Linked DNA regions of Mus musculus: regions 1 and 2 are each linked to region 3. The links are chromatin contacts, called in public HiChIP or PLAC-seq and promoter capture Hi-C maps. All regions are on one chromosome and are shown on one strand. The core of a region is the stretch at or near the end of the contact, and the rest is flanking DNA. Distances in the headings are between cores, read along the strand shown.

Region 1 (2,700 bases), core at 146-2,645, 250 kb before region 3:
TGAGCTCTCTTTGGCAGGAAGTTAAGGAAGTTATGGTGGACATAAAAAAGGAAACAAAGAAAAACATTGCCTAATAAACCAAAGCCAGAGATAGAGCAAACTGCCATGAGACACCTCAGAGAGAGTGACCAAGCATGAGCTGGTGCCACCAGAAACAGAGAGCCAAGCGTCTCCCAGGTCACAACCTGCCAAACGGTGGGCCCTGGGGTGCCAGTGGAAGGCAAGGGAGCTGAGGGTAGATAGTAGTAGGGACAGCAGAGGAGTAAGGGAAAGGGAGGGCTGGAGAAGGGGGGGGGGAGAGGAAAGGGTGGAGAAGAGGCAGGAGGAATGGCAGAGGTTGACTTTACAGAGCTAGGCCACTCTGTAGGGGGAGGTTTTCCCAGCTCTATATATGGAGCCTTGAGGATGGGAGTTGAAGGGAGATCCTGTCCAGACAGCCCAAGGAAACAACCAAAGAAACAAATTAAGGCCGTGGATGTGGCCTGAAAATGAGACCTCGGGCAGCAGAACGCAGGGTGGGACATGAAATAGAAAAATTAGGATAAAATATGCAGGTGGTAGATGCAATTTTGCAACTCTGTACTCTTGAAATAGAAACCTACTGCCCTTTGTCAGTACATAGCCTGATTGCAACTTAGTTCCCTGTCAGTTCCTTCTGCCCAGAAGCTACAGTTTTAATGAAGCAGTTTTCTAGTCTTGTATATAACACCTTGCTTGGTCCAATGTCTACAATGCTAGGACCATAACATCCCACCACTGGGTATCACTGTCAGTACAATGGCTTTCCCCATCACATTCCTAAATTCTTGCCAGAGGTACATGAGAGGTCCTGTTAAGGTGTGCTATAAAGAGTGTTCTCTTTTTCTAGACTTTGCACTCCAAGTTAAGAGTCAATGGTGCAAAGTAATTAGGCAATGTTACTGTCAGAATTCACACATGAGAGGTGTTACCCACAGTTAGGGGGAAGCTAGAAGAGGTTTTCTGCTGTGTGACCTCCACTGTTGGTAGGTTTGAAGTCAACTGAGAGCAGGTGTTATGGTGTCACTCTCACAAACTGAGGGAGCTTTCCAAGGACATTTTATAGGACCAGGTTTTATCTTAGTAACATCTAACTTTGAGGGCTTTGAGATCTATCAGAGGACATATGTGTGACATATTGAATGGCACTAGTTTTAGCTGATGGAGTGGAAAGATTGCTCTCAAGCACTCTGGACTTGTGGCCTCATCTGATGTCTTAACAAAGCTGTTGAGAGTCCACAGACAAAAATGAGCCAAGGGCTCAGGGTTTGCTTTTATTTTTCTCCCTTTCCTTGTGGTGAGCTGATACTGCTCAACACTAGGCATCAACAGCCTTGAGAAGTGTCTTTAGCAACTTCCCTTTCTAAGAAATCTGCCCTGTGAGGAGAATCAGAAGTTCTGACAGGGTTTTGGTTTTGTTTCATTCCAACAAGGCCCCTGCTGTTGACAGTGAGAAAGGAGTTGGCAGTTCCCAGAGGAATTGAATGACTGAGTCAGAGCAGTGTCTACAGACACATAACTCAGCACCAGGCACATGTGAGTGCAATAAAATACATCACTGCTGTCAGATTCAAGGCTGAGGAAAGTCAGACTCAATAAAACAGAATACACTGTATGGCTCTGTGTAGAAGCCGAGAGATGGTAGCTGGGAGACACGGGTTGCAAAACAACAGCCATGCAAACTCCTGGGGACATAGAAATATCTTGAGTGAGAGCTCTATGTATGTGTGTGTGTGTGTGTAGTGTATGTGTAGTGTGTGTGTGTAGTGTGTGTGTGTGTGTGTGTGTGTGTGTGTAGTGTGTAGTGTGTAGTGTGTAGTGTGTAGTGTGTGTGTGTATAGTGTGTATACATTTGTGAATTCCACATTCTCAGATTCAACCAACCATGGATCAAGAATATTCAGAAAAATATCGCACCTCACTAAACATGGAAGAATTTGTAGATTTTTCCTTGTCATTGTTTCTTGAATCGAATGCTATAACCACTTTTATAGCACTTACAATGCATTAGGTGTCATAAAAATCTAAAGATGATTTAAATTTTCAGGATGGTATGTGTAGGTATATGAAGATAATCACTCTGTCTTGTATCAGGGATTTGAGCACTGGTGGATTTTGTTTTCCTTGGAGTATCCTGACACTGATCCCTGCAGACACTGAGGGAAGAGCATATATATAAACACACACACACACACACACACACACACACACACACACACACATGCATATTTGCCAAGTGTCATCAACCTATATTTTTCAAATCTGAAATGTTCTATGAGCATTATGTTTGTTTTAGTTTCATGTTAAGAGAGAGCCTTACTGTGTACTGCATTGTGGCCTCGAGCTCTCAAGATCCTTCTGCCTGGGTCTCCCATACGTCAGGGATAAAAGCATGCACCACCATGCCTAGCTGAAAAGCACTGCTTTATATTATACAGCAGTAACTTACGGATTGCCATTTAAAAGTAGCAATCTACTTTTTTGGGTTGAATCAAGAAGAGAACACTCAAAGAAGTCATTCCCCATCAGCCCCAGTGGCCTTATGACTCTGCCCTTTCCTGACACGCCCTGCTGTTGGGAACCTTCATTCATTCTTTTGAAACTCTGTATTTTTCCAAATAAATCGCCCCAGCTTTCTCCAAGTTGCTGTTGCAATACCAGAGGACGAGATTACAGATTGAG
Region 2 (2,700 bases), core at 37-2,536, 170 kb after region 3:
TGTCCTTTTTTAGTTACGTCTTCTCTGTAGTCATTGATTACTTCTTGCCTGAGTCTCCTCAGCCTGCAAGAGAGGAGCCCTGTGTGCTGTGTGCCACCCACGCTGGGCCACATGTGCAGAAAATATTTTCAGCATTTTGTTGACAACGATTAAGGGTGGAAAAATAAAGCCCCGTTGATGTCAAATGATCCCCAGATGCAGATGTGGTGGTGGGAGGCTTTCCACATTCATGACACAGGTTCAGTAGAAACACATCTGGCACCCCAAGCACAGATCCCGACAGCCCTGTAACTGGATATGGCCGTTCAGTGATCAAGACCCCTTAGCTCCCACGTCATTCAGGGTTGTCAAAGGTGACATTCACTTTCAAGTTCCAAGTGCTGAGCAAGATATAGTCTTGTTTAGGACATTGCCAGTAGCCTGGCCAATTGAGAGCTTGTATTTTAAAGTAGAAATAATGAAAGTGCGTCTCTTCACTTTGATAATGGAACATAGATGCCCTGCCCCTCTTGAGTGTCCCAACTCCTGGGATCCCTCTGAGAGTCCTCCAACTAGCCTCAGATTCCCCTCTGGACAGGGGATTATCAGAAACTCTGCCTAGCCCCATGTGAAGCTGGGGGCTTTGATGCTGCAGTTGTCACCTTGTCAGGTAAACCATGCGGCACACTCTTGGGCGGCATAAACTGTGTTTAGTGACTGACTGACTGACTGACTGTTTTGTGATGCCAGGGATTTGAACCTGGAGCCACACACATGTTGACCCAGTGCGTTACCACTGAGCCACAACCCCAGTCCTTCAAGTCACTTTTCATAAGGCTCATTCAAATCTTCCAGGCTCCCCTGTCACTTGCCCCTCTTCTCGTTGGTCCTCTCAGCTCACCCTCCAGCCCTGTGAAAGAGACTTAAGCGCATCAACCAATCTGGGGCTCCTTAAAACATTGGGGCAGCCCTGGGCACCTTATTTTCTGAGGTCCTGTATTTCTGGTGCAGGTATAGGAGGCCTCTCTGAGTAAGGCTATTGGTGAACTGGGCTCTAAAAACAAAGGGAAAGCATCCTGACTAAGTGGAGGATTCCTGTGGCTGTCACCTCTCTATGCCCTGTCTGTGTTCTCTGGGTTCTGACTGTCAGGATAGGTATACTCAGACATCAAGGTGGTGTAGCAGAGCTCAGCCACCCCCTGCTGAGGACACGGAGTCCCATTTAGGGCTGGCGGTAACACAATGTCCCTCCATCCCGTTCAATATTCAGCTGGGTGTCCCTTCTGTTGGCCCCGCCCACACCAGTTGCTACTGGGAAGGTGAGGCAGCAGAGATGCAGCTAGGTGGCATCACCAGAGACAGCCTGGGAGGGAAGGCTGACTGCAGACACCATTGCCATGGATGGCCTGATGTGGGCTACCCGTATCCTCTGCTTGCTGAGCCTGTGCGGAGTTGTAAGTAGCCAACTCAGACCTTTGTTCTCTTGGGTGGTGGCAGTCTGTGGTGGGGGAACTCCTGAGTCTGGTGGCTCCCTCCTTCCTTCCCTGACTAATGTTAGGACCATGTGGGGCTTGAAGATGTCGTGAATGCCAGCTCTTCCAGCTGTGATATTTGAGAACTCTTCCTTTCATAGAGCCAGGCTTGGAGGAGCTTCAGAAACCAGCTACTGCTCCCTGGCCTGTGTATAGGGGCATGGGGAAGCCAAGAAAGGAGGCTTCCTTGAATGTGCTCCAACTTTCCAGCAGAATTTCTGGGTTGCTGTCAGTAGCATCCAGGGCCAAGAGGGGAGGAGTCACAAGTCACTAGGTGGGAGCATACGGGAACGGAGGCTACCTTCTTCTACTGCCTTGCCAGGGGTGACCACCCGTCCCAGTACCTCACTGTCCTTCAATCAAGAGGCTGGCATCTTCAGACCGTGAAGTGAACTCTGTGACACGAGCTTTCGTTTGCCTCTGTGTAAAAAAAGAGAGACTTGGGCTAGATGTGGTGGCTCAGCCTTTGTGGACACTAGACGATTATCATGAGTTTGATGTCAGTCTGAGCTATGCAGAGGATTATAGGTCAGCGGACCTAGGGCTACCATGCCGCGGGGAGGGGATGATAAGTGATCTCACCTGTCCAGGGCTGGCATGAGAGTGTCATGCAGCTGGCATGTGAGTGTCACACAGGTAAGTTCTATAAGTTCCCTATATGGTACAAAAGACTCATGTCCTCCTCTGTGTACACAGAATCTCAAAAGCTCCATTTCAGGGAGGGAACCCTACACCAGAGGAGTCATTCAATAGCTGGGGTAGATAGGGAAAATCCCGAGTGTGTGTGTGTGTGTGTGTGTGTGTGTGTGAGAGAGAGAGAGAGAGACAGAGAGAGACAGAGACAGAGAGAGAGACAGAGACAGAGAGAGAGACAGAGACAGAGACAGAGAGAGAGACAGAGAGAGACAGAGGGAGACAGAGAGAGACAGAGAGAGACAGAGAGAGACAGAGACAGAGAGAGACAGAGACAGAGAGACAGAAAGATACAGAGAGAGAAAGCGAGATGTATATGAATCTTGCAAGGAAGGGCATTTGGTTAAATCTTGAGAGCTGTTAGGAATTTGAGCTCTTTAAAGAAAAGGTCAAACTCCAAGCCTTAGGCAAACATCAGATCTCTGCCTAGCCTGGAGCACGTGGGCTCCACACAGCCCCTGAATCACCCATCGGAAGCACAGAGATGTGCAGGAAA
Region 3 (2,700 bases), core at 122-2,621:
TCTGAAACCTACAACTGTGGATCACAGTATTTTGTCCCAGCAACAGAAAACAAAACGAAGACAAGCAATTACCGGTTTTTGACATGCAAGCTCTTGTCTTACTTATGTCTATGTAAGAAAGTCTGCCTTGCGCTTTAAATGATAACACATTTACTAGTGTGTCCTTACATCTGAAATAGCAGGTCCCCTGGCAAGGTTCCTGATTGCTATCTTCACTTTACCCACATGCAGCTAAGGTGAGTTTGCAGAGACCTCCTTGGAGGGTTAGACGGTGAGGATGCCTGGAAATTATAACTGTCCTAATACAATGACATCCTCAGGACACCAAAGCGGACCATGAAGTCTCCAGACACAGTGCATGTGCCGTTGGCTGTGAGACAATCTTACATACAACATACCTTTCTAATTTTATAAATGTTTTAAGGTTTCTCAGAATTGAATAATCATACAAACCTAAGATTTTGTGAGTATCACTGCCTGGAAACAATTTTAAGAAAAAAATAAGAAACATTAGTTTAGAGAAAATAATTTGTATGTAGGAGTGTGGGTGATATGTGCTGAGTTGAGAGCATAACGTTCCTAAGTTGAGGTCCTAATGCCTTGTAGCATCTAGAATGTGACTTATCTGGAGGTACAGTAACATTAAAGGAGGTTGTTATGGTGAACACTTAACTGTGTTCAGTGTTCTAAGAAGAGATGAATAATAGCACACAGATACATTTAGAGGGAGGCTCTGTAAAGACACAGAAAGAAGATGTCAACGGGAGGGAACTCGAGCCATAAAAGCCCTGGTGCCACCTGTTCACCAGCTTGCAGGCTACATACAGGATTGCAAGGTAGTAACTTTGTTGTTGAAGCCACAGTCTGCGGCGTTTTATTATAGCAGCCCCAGCAAACCAACGCAACAGGCAAAGTACAGTCCTGGAGAAAGTTGAGGTGCTACCCAAGGGACTGGCAAAGACCTGGGCTTCGGCAGTTTCCCATCCTTCCAGTTTCTAGATGCCAGAAATTGGAGTCTAAGCGCCCTTGCCATAACAGAGGCCAGAACACTGAAGTCTGTGTCTCAAGTGAACCCGGGAGGTAACTGCAATCCTGAGGGTGGACTGTCAGGGCCCTGCTTCCCTGCCAGTTCAGACTTTAAGAACCACAGGGTAGGGCGTGTTTCCCATTTTGTGTATGGAGAAATAGAACCTTTGATTAGGCCAGTGACATCCACCACAAAAAACCAGAGTCAGTCAACTCGGCGCCCAGAACTCATAGGCTAAGTCCCGCCTTCAGCTGCTGGCACAGCAACTGGCAGAGAGTAGCGGCTTGGAGGATGCTCCTCCCTCCCTTCTCTCCCGCCCTCCTAGAACGCTTGTTTCCCAGGAAGGGGAGGAGTTCTTCCTGGCGCGGATGCCACCGTCGCCACGGCAACGCCGCTTTACTGGGCCCAACGGATTAAGGGGCCTGGGGCTGCAGGCGGCCGCGTGGCCTCGTGGGCAGCGCTAGCAGCATGGACAGTCTGTACGTGGAGGAGGTGGCCGCCTCCCTGGTCAGGGAGTTTCTTAGCAGAAAGGTAATGTCTGGACACTCCGAAACCCACTAGTATCTTCTTAAGTTGGGGGGCAACCAGTGGTTTCCATTAGCATCTTTGCACCTTCGAGGGTGGGGGGAGCATTCCATGCCTTCTGTTCGCCTCAGAGATTTCCCCAAGAGCGCCCCTTTCTCGGGACAAGGAAACTACATTTCCCAGAAGCCAGCCCTCCCTAATGCAAGGGCACGTCCACAAAGCCAGGCCTGCGCTTGCTTGGCTGCCCTCCCCTGGTCCCCTCTGTCACAGCAGTGCCAGATTGGCAAGGGTGTCCAGGGCGGAGCAAGTTCTCCCAGCCAGGAGCACAGGACATGTCTGTAGAAAAGAACTTTCTAAAGGAAAGTTCTGGACAGGCAGTCCTTTTGATCATTTTAATCAATGATGGAAATTCTAGCTGCTGAATGAGCTTTTGTGGGGGGAATTATGTAAATTCTCTTACTGCCAGAAGAGTTTTCAAAGTGTTTACAAGTTAGGGAGGCTCTTGAGTCCCCCATGGGGGTCTAGGAGAGGAAGGCACTTCCTAGACTCCAGGAGTCCCACACTGGCTTGTAGTTTACACAAAGGGGCTGAGGACTATACACTAGGGATCTGTGCTTCCACATGATGTCATATTGAGCTGGCCCAAGGGGCACTAATTTGAGATTGAAACATGCATGCGTGTGTGCGTGCGTATGTGTGAGTGTGTGTGTGTGTGTGTGTGTGTGTGTGTGTGTGTGTGTGTGTGTGTTTGCATGGAACAAAGGAAAAGGATTTGAGGTCAGATGGTGGAAGTTTAGGTATGTGCTATTAGTTTGAAATGTAAGTTTGACGTTACTACCTCATCTTCTCTCTAACGGGAACTTTTACAGTCCACTCATGTCTGATGAGTGAGCACTAGTGATGCCCAGGCAGCGCCTAGGTTCTCTTTAAACTCTCTGTGTAGCCCAGACTGTCTTTACACTCTCGATTCTCCTGCCTCTGACTCCTGTATTCGGAAGTACGGGGGCATACCAGCATGCACAGTTGTAATTACTTTCGTCACTGCTTCTGCTCTGGGACAGAGACCTTGTGATCACCACAGGCCTTTGCCACCCTGTGTGTACCTCCTAGATGGTGATTGATCTTCTCAAATGTCCCTAACCATCCTG

What was found. HiChIP or PLAC-seq counts read pairs in DNA pulled down with a chosen protein or histone mark. Capture Hi-C pulls out chosen DNA fragments and counts their contacts.
Region 1: an HNF4G HiChIP or PLAC-seq map of pancreatic cancer cells shows a contact between it and region 3. The contact joins the enhancer-like site here to the promoter of Mindy4 in region 3. A contact is called at or near these places in 2 of 484 Hi-C or Micro-C datasets (the G1E-ER4 cell line and embryonic stem cells), 2 of 115 datasets of contacts at active chromatin or transcription factors (embryonic stem cells and pancreatic cancer cells) and 2 of 9 other capture datasets (adipose tissue and pancreatic islet).
Region 2: a contact with region 3 is called in a promoter capture Hi-C map of adipose tissue. The contact joins the promoter of Ghrhr here to the promoter of Mindy4 in region 3. A contact is called at or near these places in 14 of 39 promoter capture datasets (the 3T3-L1 cell line, 3T3-L1-derived adipocytes, the C10 cell line and 10 more), 1 of 484 Hi-C or Micro-C datasets (bone marrow-derived macrophages), 2 of 115 datasets of contacts at active chromatin or transcription factors (embryonic stem cells and pancreatic cancer cells) and 2 of 9 other capture datasets (adipose tissue and liver).

The regions. Positions count from the first base shown.
Region 1 is chr6:54,955,161-54,957,860 of GRCm38.p6, forward strand. All of the region lies in intron 1 of Nod1 (nucleotide-binding oligomerization domain containing 1), which reads right to left. Among named protein-coding and RNA genes, the nearest start is that of Nod1, 16 kb to the right of the region's middle. Within about 2 kb of position 1,396, at least 136 of the 459 cell types and tissues checked have an H3K27ac peak or open chromatin away from gene starts, as enhancers often do. A contact at or near this core is called in adipose tissue and pancreatic cancer cells, where this site is marked.
Region 2 is chr6:55,375,009-55,377,708 of GRCm38.p6, forward strand. It overlaps Ghrhr (growth hormone releasing hormone receptor), which reads left to right and starts at 1,287. Exons shown (of 13, transcript NM_001003685.3): 1 at 1,287-1,433. The coding sequence starts at 1,377.
Region 3 is chr6:55,202,012-55,204,711 of GRCm38.p6, forward strand. Mindy4 (MINDY lysine 48 deubiquitinase 4) reads left to right here and starts at 1,372. Exons shown (of 18, transcript NM_001142781.1): 1 at 1,372-1,558. The coding sequence starts at 1,496.